2 separate regions of the Sus scrofa genome follow, and region 2 is linked to region 1. The links are chromatin contacts, called in public HiChIP or PLAC-seq maps. All regions are on one chromosome and are shown on one strand. The core of a region is the stretch at or near the end of the contact, and the rest is flanking DNA. Distances in the headings are between cores, read along the strand shown. Region 1 overlaps ENOX2 (ecto-NOX disulfide-thiol exchanger 2). Region 2 holds the start of ARHGAP36 (rho GTPase-activating protein 36).

The links. HiChIP or PLAC-seq counts read pairs in DNA pulled down with a chosen protein or histone mark.
Region 2: a contact with region 1 is called in an H3K27ac HiChIP or PLAC-seq map of skeletal muscle, with 2.2 times the contacts expected there. The contact joins the promoter of ARHGAP36 here to the enhancer-like site in region 1. A contact is called at or near these places in 1 of 5 promoter capture datasets (liver), 3 of 47 Hi-C or Micro-C datasets (fibroblasts, liver and skeletal muscle) and 2 of 2 datasets of contacts at active chromatin or transcription factors (alveolar macrophages and skeletal muscle).

Annotation. Positions count from the first base shown.
Region 1 is chrX:107,258,821-107,264,672 of Sscrofa11.1, forward strand. The region is part of intron 2 of ENOX2 (ecto-NOX disulfide-thiol exchanger 2); the gene reads right to left. Among named protein-coding and RNA genes, the nearest start is that of ENOX2, 110 kb to the right of the region's middle. Within about 2 kb of position 3,506, at least 6 of the 83 cell types and tissues checked have an H3K27ac peak or open chromatin away from gene starts, as enhancers often do. A contact at or near this core is called in liver and skeletal muscle, where this site is marked.
Region 2 is chrX:107,366,450-107,372,301 of Sscrofa11.1, forward strand. ARHGAP36 (rho GTPase-activating protein 36) reads left to right here and starts at 2,103. Exons shown (of 13, transcript XM_021080173.1): 1 at 2,103-2,375; 2 at 3,044-3,160. The coding sequence starts at 3,130. ENOX2 (ecto-NOX disulfide-thiol exchanger 2) reads right to left here and starts at 1,995. Exons shown (of 15, transcript XM_021080170.1): 1 at 1,919-1,995; 2 at 748-807.

The DNA.
Region 1 (5,852 bases), core at 2,256-4,755:
AGAGGTAGTTTCTTACTCTTCTGGCAGCAGCACCTGGAATTTCAAGTGCTTCAATTAAAACTTCATGAAATGTTGAATCAAAATCATGAAATGTGTCAACGTCCAAAGTTAGGTGATGTCTCTTGAGCTTTTTATCTACTGGTCCTCTAATCTTATCAAAAGAGGAATCAAGTTGGCCTGTTATGGCTCACTCTTTAACCCTCAATTTTTCTATGGCCTGCAGCTGTACAATTCTTCAGGTAATGTTGTAAAATGTCAATGAAAACTTGGAATATAATCAGCTAAAGGTCAATTAACTTTCAGTAAAATTAATGCTACTGTTCTAACAAAATGGCTTTACTTTCTTAATTTTAATAAAAAGTATCCCTGTGCTAATGTTTTCAGCCCACGTTAACAAGCACTATTTCTTCAGCAATCAGATTTCACTTGGAACACCTCCATTAAATGTCTTCTGGGACTTGTCAAACATTTTTCCTTTACATCATCTGAGTAACTAAGTGAAAGAATGAAAACTTGCTTCTGTATCTTAAGTCAACCATTCACTGCATCATATCCATGTCCTAAAAAATTCCTACTGTGACTACAAAGAACTAATGAAAAAAACACCAATTGCTATGCATTAGAAAACATTCAGATCATGACCAACACTATTTTCAAAGAAGAATAGATTTTTATATAATTTTAAAATGAAGATGTTTCTTACACCTGAGTAGTCCCAGAGTCAAATGTGATTACTGTACTATTCCAAACTTTTCTTTTTTTTCTTTTTTTTTGTCTTTTGTCGTGTTGTTGTTGTTGTTGCTATTTCTTGGGCTGCTCCCGCGGCATATGGAGGTTCCCAGGCTAGGGGTTGAATTGGAGCTGTAGCCACCGGCCTACGCCAGAGCCACAGCAATGCAGGATCCGAGCCAAGTATGCAACCTACACCACAGCTCACGGCAACGCTGGATCGTTAACCCACTGAGCTAGGGGCAGGGACCGAACTTGCAACCTCATGGTTCCTAGTCGGATTCGTTAACCACTGTGCCACGATGGGAACTCCCCAAACTTTTCTTGATATTTCTTTCTGCAAAATCAGACTGACCAAAAGTTCTGTGGAAGACAGAATAATATAGTGGAAATAATATGGACTTCAAAGATTGACAGATTGGGGTTCAAATCCTGGCTCTGTCTTTTACTATACGGGTAGCTTCTGGCAATTCATGTAATTTTCCTTAATCTTAGTTTCATAAGATGTAAAAGAGGAATGATAACACTATACAGAGTTGTTCAAGAGATAAGAAAAGAATATATATATATGCATATGGATATTCTAGGTGAATTAAAACAAACTTTTTCTCTGTAAGTTTGAAGTTTATTAGCAGCTCTCCTAAGGAGGATCCTTCTCTCTCTCACCCACAACTGTATCCCCGGTGCCTAGCACCATGCCTGGCACATAGGGAGTGCTGAATGAATGAATTCTCGATGGGGTGGGGGTAGGTGGCAATCTATTAACTCACGTAGTTAAAGACTTGACAGCTGATAATCAAGAATTAATGACACAACTTAAAAGTTCTGATGTTGATTGTATCAACATTACTTAAAATAATTATATTTCCAATGCATCTCCTTCATTTGAATGCTGTACTTAAGGATGGTGAAATCTTGATCAAAAGGAAAACTCAGGGATTAGGAGGTTCTGATTAATTGTGGTTAACCAGAACATTTTTTCTTTTATAATTGATACTTTTAGAGAATAATATTAGTCCATTTTCCGGCCTTATTAAGTAGATAACTGAGGACCTTACAGAGCTTCAGAGCTATGATCTATAAAAGGAGGCTAATAGCAGTACCTAAATCATGGGCGTGTTAAAAGGATTAAGTGAGATCACATATGCAGAATATTCTGCATCACATCTGGCACATAGCAGATTCTCAATAAATATTAACTTCTATTTTCTATATTTAATTTCTAGAATTTTTGATGTACAATGTGAAGAGATTGGTTTGAATTTGCCCTTGTCCAAGGATATACCTTACTTTCCTCACTGACCCTTTTTATTGTTGTTCGTACTGGTTTCTAAAAGTTGAAGGAGTCAAGGATCAAATCTGATGAATTAAATGTATTCAGTCATAGATATTTGACTACAATCTTTCTTCCCTTTTACTCAGTCCCATATGGTAACTTTAGGGATTTAGCTATTTTGTTCCTTGTCCTAATGTTCAGATTTTTGTTGGCACTGAATAAGACTGAGATTTCAAGTATTTTCTGTGTACCTTTCTCACATATGATCCAAATATGAGAAAATCCTGATAATTCAGCACACCATCTTAGGCCTTGTTTCTTATAGAAAAAGATCTCATATCAAGGAAGAGAGACATCCCATTCAGTAAGCTGATTCACTGAGTACAAATCCACATTTTACATTATCCAAGAGCCAATACAGTCTTCAAAGATTTGTAGTTTGAGAACAGGACTATAGAGATAGCAAAATCCCATGACACTAGTGCTTCCTAGCTACTTCAATTGTATTGTTTCATCCCTCCCCTAAGACAGCACTAAATCAACCAATAAATCAGTAAATCAATACATACTTATAGGATCTTTTGTGCCATGTAAATGTGACCCATGCTGAGAAGACTATTTTAAGCAAAATAGCCCTATTAAGACTATATAAATTCTAAAAGGAAAACTACCACTTTAATTTCAAGAATTCTTATTGCAGAAATTTCAATTATGACTTGAACATAAATTATTAGCAATTATGATATTTTAACTCTCACCCAGATGACGGGATTTATCTTTAAATCTCTTATGGAAGCTATTTCTCCTAGACATGATGGAACTACTAGAAAAGGAAGATATTAGGAAAAGATTAGGAAGAAACTTTTGAGGCTATCTAGTTCATTCTTCTATGCAAAGCAGGAATCTTCCATAGAATTCCCTGAGGGGCCTAAACCCAGGGGATACTTCTTAAGTCTATGGACCATTCCTAGGGATTCAGTTTGCTTTCCTTACCTTTTTGAAAACTACCACTTACTCTATTTTGAGGGTTCCTTTCATTTCCCCCAAACTGCCTGTGAAGTAGGATGCTTTCTGTCCAATTGTTAACTTGCTTATTATCCCTAAAATGAGTGCATGGGATGTCTAACTTTTTAAGGACTCTACTGATAATCACTGCAAGAAAAACAAATCAGCGAGTCACCAATAATTAATAGAATGAAGCCATATGTATTTCTCACAGTCCTTGCCCTTTTATTCCTGAGGATAAGTTTAATTAAACTTTGAACCTTGCTCATTCATTTCTCCTCACATCATGCCCCCTCATTGCCGAACCCCCACAAAATAGTTTGTGTAAAGGAAAGCACAAATTGATAAGGAAAAATAGATGATAAACATTAGTGTTACAGAGCTCTATTTCTGTATCTTAATGTTCACAATTAAACAAGCCCATGTGGTAATGTAATCTCGTCTAAAACCAGGTTGACTGGTTTAGACAGCTGACCAGCTGTTACTTCATGTCATGTCAAAATACAGATTCTCTGACTTCATAACACACATGCGGCCACTTTAGAAAGTATGCATATTGGGGAAGGGTAGGGGTGGAGTCCTTGGAGAATGACATGTATTATCCAACAATGGAACCAGGGGATTAAACATCTCAGAATGAAGTGTGGTTCTCAGTGAGTCCTCCAATCTGCAGGTCAAGGAGTTCACATGCAATGATGTCTGCCATACAGATGCAAATGATTCTCCAGGCTTGCAGGGAAGCACTGAAGAATTTTCCTGATTCTTGTGAAAGAAGATCAATGATCTCTTTGTGCCCAGCTGCTGTACTAGTTACTGTCACAATTCACTTTCCAGAGCTTTCCACTATCAGGTCAAATTAGGGCTAACCTTCATGATGCAATCTCACACTTTTAATGATTGCTCCAGGTTACAGCAGCAAAATGTGACCCAGTGGGTCCCTGCCACTTCTAACTTGCAGCTGCGGCCCACAGACTTAAGGTGGTCCAACCTTAGCAAAAAAGAAACTCAATTTTATTCTGGATTAGTTCCCCTTAAGAGAAAATGGTTAGGTCCTGATAATTCTGGAAATTCATTTCAAAGCAGCAATTACCAGACATACATTCATGTTGAAAAAACATAGTATCAGTTTTTGGCCAAAGGAACATCATAGCTAAGTTGCATAAAAAACAAATTTCTATAGCCTAAGTCCTGTTTTCCAATTGACTTCAGTTTAAAATCAGACAAGGGACTCCCTGGAAAAGGGAAGGAAAGGGTCTCCAAATTAGTTTTTAATTCAAAAACTCCTGAAATGAGGGGTTAGGATAATAGCCAGGCCCTTGATGTGCTGGCAGGTGCTTTTGTAGGATTTATCCATCCCTGGGAGCCCCTCCACTCTCCTAAGCCTCGCCCTAAAAACCTCTGACTCTACATTTTCAGCTCTCACTACACAGCAATTCCACCCGCTACTTCTAAGGGAATATTTACAATGTCTGCAAAAGAGTTGGACTGCAATATTACTCTCCAGCCACAGGGGTTAGTAGCCAAAACAAATGAACATTTCTCAGTTCCAGGTCTTAGCTGATGTCAAACAAATGAAACCTACTTTGTCAATTTCAAGAGTTCAATATTCTGTATAACTGGTTTAGCCGAAGCAAGGGTAACTGCAAAAGAATAATGGGTGACAGAAGGGAATGGGGAAGTGATGAAAAGGGCCAAAGTCCTCTTCTACTAAGGAGCTAGCTTGAAGGAACTTTCAGAGTCAAAATTAGGCTTAAGTGTCCTTTTTCAAGGTATGATATAGGTCACAGGCAGATTTTCATTGACAGTGATCCTACAGCAACTTTTAATGACTCCCCAAACCACTTGGTCAGGCATTCAAGTCCTTCCTAATGAGGCCCTACCATTCTGAGCCTTGTCTCCTGCTATGCACCAGCCTGTTCTCCACCCCAACACTTGCTGAACTTTAACATGCATGCATGCTCCCAGGGGGTCTTGTTAGAATGCAGATTTTGATGCAATAAGTCTGGGTTGCATTCTGCTTTTGTAACAAGTTCCCAGTTGATGCTGATCCTGCTGGTGAGGGGAATCACACTTTGAGCAGAAAAGGCTGATGCTCTAGCAAAATGGAACTACCTAGCATTTATTGAATCATTCCAGTACTTCCCTACTTCCACAGTTTGGGGTCACACTGCTTCCCCACCTACTTCTTAATTTCCAATCCTCGAAATACTATCCTTTCTTTAGGTTTTATCCCAGGTGCTATTTTCTTCACGGTGCCTTCCCTTATCCACCTCCACCCAACCTAATACAGACGCAGCCAAGGAGCAGCGCCCCCAGGGGAACTACAATTCACTGACTGTTAAGAATGTGTCCTGCCTCACATTCATTATCCCACTGCTTTATTCTCTAGTTATTATTCCCATTTACAACAAAGAAATGTAAACTTACAGAGTTTAAGTAAATTTCCTAAGGTTACACAGCTAATAAGTAGTATTACTAATAAATACTCTTCTAGCCCTCCTCAGATTTTAATCTGTATTTTTCCTATGCCTTTTAGAGCATGTCTTATACTACAGTTCTGAGTATTTGTCTTATCCTCCCTTCCGTCCTCCCTTACCCCATCGCCACTAAGTTGTAAACTCCTTGAGAAGAGACTTTACATCCCAGCCATTTAAAAAATCTCTCTTCCTCCGAGATGCCCAGCATGGTGCTTTATACAATATTATAAGCACTCCAGCAATGCATACAGAACTGAACTCTGCTACAACTCTGGGTACAATAGTTGTGTTCCCCACCCTAGAGGCCAACAAACCTGCTGCTGGGGCCATCATGAAGGGAGAAGGAAATATGGGGTTTTGGGGTT
Region 2 (5,852 bases), core at 853-3,352, 110 kb after region 1:
AAAGGCCAAAAAAAAAAAAAATCAAATCCAAAGTACTGTCCAGGGGCAAATAGCTTAGAGGTATGGCATGTTTTGTATGGAGAATCACCTGATTCAGAGTCAGGAACACTGACGATAGTTTTGGCAGACACTATCGGCTACGGCTGCAATAACAGTTAAGCTAATTTGGTTTTGGCAGCTACTTTACAACAGACACATACTGACATAGAAACTAAAAAGTGAATCATTTGGGTTTTTGCTAAGGTGATCGAGCACACCTCACAATAATCTGTCCTTACCACAACTGGAATGTCAAGAACCAAAGTGAAGAGCAGCACCAGAAAACCCTGATGGAAAGAACGTAGGCTCTGGAGTCAGAAATTCATACACTCAAATCCCAACTCAACTCCTTACAATCTATGTGACTTTAGGTAGGTTGTTAAACTTGCTGACATTTTAGTTTCCTCTTCTAGAAAAATGGGAAAAATAGAACCTACTTCATAAGACTCTTAAGATAATGCAACAAAGTGCTTGTTAGACAGCACCTAGAACACTCTGTGGGCTCAAGAAATAGCAACATTATGGTTGCCCAATGAAATGACTACAATTCAGGTAATATGATGCACTAGGCAGCAAATGCATTTTTTAAGAAAATAAATCTATATCACTAGGCTTTAAAAATGACCACTCTAGAGTGTAGCTAAGAATAGCCACAAACAAAACAGTCTATAAAACAAAGCCCTTCTTGGGTTTAAATTAAACTCACACCTGGAACATACCACCATACTCCTTTGTGTTCTCCAAGAATTGATCTCAAATCAGGTTCCCCTAGGATGAAAAAACAAAAATCACCTAATCTTAATTTTTTGCTTTTAATTTGATACAGAATACTATCCAAACTATGTGGATGCCTTAAAGTGTCCTATTACTATGACCCCAAGCTTGTCAACACGATTTCTTTCCCAATCTATCCCTGCTGACACGTTTTACTCTAGTCAGGGAAGCCCACCTATTATACAAGTGCTTCCTCTTCTATAGACCCTTCTCCAATTTCAACCCCGATATTAGGAAGCAGTTTCTCCTCCCCCGCCCCCCCCCCCACTCCCGCCTGCCTGCCGCCTTTGCCCATTTTAAATCCTCTTTACTCCTTTGGAGCCCAAATTAAAATACAACTTCTTCCCAAAGCCTATCAGGATAGGTCTGGAAACTAGATGAGAGTTTCAAGCCTTCAGCACTTCCAGGATTAGGCTTGACCTTCCATTGATCAACCACCAACCCCATCAGTATCCCCTTCCACTAACCCCTCGGCACTTTTTACACGCGTTTGTAATAACAAAATACAGTCTCGTTTTGCACAGTCTACTTTATTCTGTAGTTGGTGTGCCCCCTAAATGTTTGTCAACATGAATGCTTGCTGGAAAGCCCTAAAGCGCTTGGTTTTTAAAAAAGGTCTAACTTGCTTTTTATTCTCACCAGAACACTGCACTGAACCTTAAACACATATTTCTCAAAAGTGAGATGTCTTCCCTCCTCTGCTCCCCATCCCTTCTGGAAATTGAGGGGAAACCCTTTCCGCTCCAAAGACTTGGTCAGGGAAGGGGAAGTGGCTGCAGGGGCCGATAAAGAGATGGCAACGATCTTGACCTCATTATCAAAGAGGCAGAAAGTGAAAACTTGACATAAAGTCATGCCCGGGACTGGCAAGGCATTCCCAGGCCCCCAAAGGAACTACCGGCCCGACACCCCCTCCCCCGTGGAGGCGGAGCTGGGCGGAGTCAGAGCTGAGGCCTGCGGCCCCGGAAGCTCCCTCCTCCCTAGGCCCCCACAGTCCCACAGTCCCACAGTCCCCAGCCTCAGCCGCTCAGGCTTTCTGCCTCTCTGACCTCCAGGTCCCCGGCTACTGAAGCGCTACTCCTTATAGAACCGCGGAAAATCGGACCGGTGCAGCAGCTTCCGGGCGGGCGGTGCCCTCGCGGCGCCCCACGCCGGGCGCCCGTCTTCTGAACTCCCACCTGGCGCTGCCGGCTTGGGCCCGGCGCCCAGGCCCAGGCTCGACTCTCACCGACGCCGCAACCGCTGCGGCGTCTCCTATTGGCTACTTGTTTCCAGGGAAGCCGGAGGCCCGAGCCCTTGTCCTCATGGGAAATGTAGTTTGCGGTCGCTAGAAGCTGTTCTTCCTGCGGGGCGGGGACGGAGGGCGGAATCCAATATTGACATTGGCGGAGAGACGCAAGTCAAGACGGAGGATTATGGGAGATGGAGTCGAGACATTTCTTTTTATATACCCACAATTCCTTCTCTTCTCCCCTCCTTCCGGCCCCCGAAGCTTCTCCACCACGCCCCGCCAGCCGCCTTTTCCCCGTTCTTATTGTCCCCAGAGTTTCGGCTTGAGGAGGGTATTCTGGATGTTGTAGTTTGGATTATGCAGTTTTACAGACTCTCCCTACCTGGGGTATGGGTTGTGCTTGTGGGATCAGATGGAAGTTCTAGATTGATTGTACTGTTGGTTAAGCTGGAGGGGAACACTTTATATCGTGATTTGAAATTCTCGTTGGGTTTTGATTCAGTAGCTTTTTAAAAAATGTTATTTATGCCCTGATAAGCTTAGAATTTTAACTGGTACTTTAAAATTGTCGAGGTATATTCTGTGTGAACCATCTGCATTAGAACCACTTTAAAGTTTCTGGAAAATGTATACTTTATAACTAGGAACCATCTTTTTAACTTCGAAATGGTCCCACAACAGGCATAGAAATGCGATTGAAGTCAGCCCAGAAGAAACCTCTTTAACCCATAATGAACCCACTTTGTTACTGTGAAGAACAGTGAGCACAATCATTGGTGTAATACAACAGTTTAGAAAAGATAGACAACTTGAATAATAAGAAATAACTATATTTCTTTAATAAACTATCTTTTTAATTAAAAAGATATGTTTAAAGAGGTGGATAGAGCAATATGTGAGGACACCTGAACACTTTCAAGTGATTAAAAATTTGAAGAAAATAGTTGTTTATTAGGGCAAATTTTACTCCTAACTTTTGACTTTTCTTTTCTTTGTTAGAGATGAATCCTTATAGCTGAATGGATCGTTACAGTTGGGTTACTACAGTTTTACTGATAAGGACAACTTTTTGACTCACAAATGGAATGAAGGGAAAGAAAGAGGAATTGCATTTTGGTAAGGTAATTGCCTAAAATTTTAAAAAGTGACATTACAGGAATAAGATGGATTCAATAATTTATTCAGCAATCTGCTTTGTGCAAGGCACTGGGTTAGGCACAATTGCTACAGAATTGGAAAGTAATCCTTCCTCTCAAGTAGCTCACAATCTAAGAAGGGAGAGAGGCTATACAACATGCAAAGTGCTCTAAAAAATTCTCTGTAAGGTTCTGTAGGACCATAGAAGAGGAAGAACTCATCCCACTTCTGGGGAAAGTAATACTTGAATGATGAGCTTTGAGGAACCAGTGAGATATTTGTCAGATTTGGGGCAGGGAGGTTAATTATATTCCATACGGCAGAATAAGGATGCGAGAGAGTGCGAGGAACAAACAAGAAAGTTCCATACTGCAAGAACTGGATCAGGCAGGAATAGGGGCCATTCCAATGAGTTCAAAATATAACCTGAAAACAGTAAAGAACCATTAAAGGATTTTAAGCGAGGAAATGATGTGATCACTTGGATTTGATGATAATTTGAATATGAAAAGGGAGGGAAAGGAGTACGCCCATTGAGACCCCCAAGTTCTGATGTGGCAGGGTGAATGGTAGTACGATTCATTGAGACAGGGAACCCAGAAAGAGGAGCACATTTTGTGAGGGATAGGAGGAATTCAGTTTGGGACATTGAGGAGTCTGTGGAACATCTGGGTGGAGATACTAGATATGCTGTCGGGAAATGGAGGTCTGAAGCACGGGAGAGAGGTCTGGGGTTGGAACCAAACTATCATAAATGGTAGTTGAATAAAATATGAATTAAGTTTCATATAGAGAGCATTTAGAACAGTACATTTAAAAGGACAAAGATGGAGTATGGGACCCTAGAAGTAACCATAGTCAAGTAGAAGGCAGAGGAAGAGGTAGCTTCAAAGGACACTGAGAAGGGATAGACTGATAGATGAAGCAACAGAAAATAAAGTAGACTCGCTAAAATATTGCACAGAAACGTCGAATAAGAGGACAGACGAGTAACAATAAACTATCCATCTATCCATTCAACAAATATGTATTGAGTACCTACAACATTCCAGGCACAATTCTAGACATCAGGGGCAGAGGAGTCGGGGGCTGGGGGTGAGGGGGTGGACCAGGCCATATCCCTTCCCTTTGGAGCGTATCAATAAATTAGATTAATAATTAAAATATATAGCAGTGACAGTGTTTCTACAAAGCTTATTGGAATGTATGCATTTACATATGGACCCTTGGTCTATTGTTGGTAGAAAGTATGCTTGAGGGGAGTCCCTATTGTGGCTCCGTGGTAACAAACCTGACTGGTATCCATGAGGATGTGGGTTCGAGCCCTGGCCTTGCTCAGTGGGCTAAGGATCCGGTGTTGCCGTGTCCTTTGGTGTGGGTTGCAGACGTTGCTCAGATCCCATGTTGCTGTGGCTGTGGTGTAGGCCGTCAGCTGCATTGGAAATATATCCAAGGAAAAAATGCTTGAGTATAAGAAGATGATTTTGTGAAATAATGGCCCAGGGTAAATCAGTGTGGCTGGATTTAGAGATCAGTTAGTATGCCAAGGTTAAGGCTTAAGAGCCTGTATACAGCTGAAGCATGGCGAGGGTTCAGGTTTATAGTAAGGAATGTGTTTGGCTTCAGTCGTCAGCTTGGGTTAAGGTTTAGTTGATCTGTTGCTATCTTTACAAGTCAGTGTGGGTCTATAGTTAGAAGATCATGGAACCAAGTTTAGGACTCAGCCTGTTATAAGTGTTAGGCCTCAATGTTAAAGCCATGGTTCAGGAGTTCCCATTGTGGCGCAGCGGAAACGAATCCGACTAGGAACCATGAGGTTGCGGTCCGATTCCTGGCCTTGCTCAGTGGGTTAAGGATCCAGTGTTGCTATGAGCTGTGGTGTAGGTCGCAGATGCAGCTTGGATCATGCATCGCTGTAGCTGCAGCTCCGATTCTACCCCTAGCCTGGAAACCTCCATATGCAGCCCTAAAAATACAAAAAGACCAAAAAAAAAAAAAAAAAAAAAAAAAAACCAGCCATGGTTCAGTCCGTAACAAGGATCAGAGCACATTTCTGACGAGCCTGAAACCTCACTCTGAGGCTGCCTTTAGTCCAGTGTGGGCTGGGTTATACTCATTGTGAAGTCAAGGTATAAGATTTGGATTCAAATTTTGGCTAGTATTAGGATTTAGTTTTATATAGGAGAAGGCTTATTCTATCAGCATTCTATCGGTGATCAGTGTTAGTGCTCAGTCTATGGACCAGCCTTGGACCACATCCAGGGTTAGGGCTTAGCTCAAGGTTTGACTTTAGTGTTTAGTCAGTATTGGAATCACTTTTATTTCTCCATTTGGGAGTCAGTAAAGGCCACCAGTGTCATGGCTCTGTTAGAGGTTAGAGTTCATGCTGATTGCTTTGCCTGGGGAAGGGCTAAATAAGAATTTGACCAGAATTTATGTTCAATCTTTCATCAGGAGAAGTTTTATTTAGTGTATATGGTTAGAGTTTGTTCTTAGTTCAGCGTTAGGCCTCAGTCTTTGGCCAATGTTAATGCACAGTCAGTGTCTCAGTTTAATATTCAGTCTGTTGCCATATTAGGATATTACCTATGATGTGCCCTAGTTTTGTCTCAGACCAAAATTAGCATTTCATTCATGGACAACATAAGAGGATAGTTTGTGGCCAGGAGTT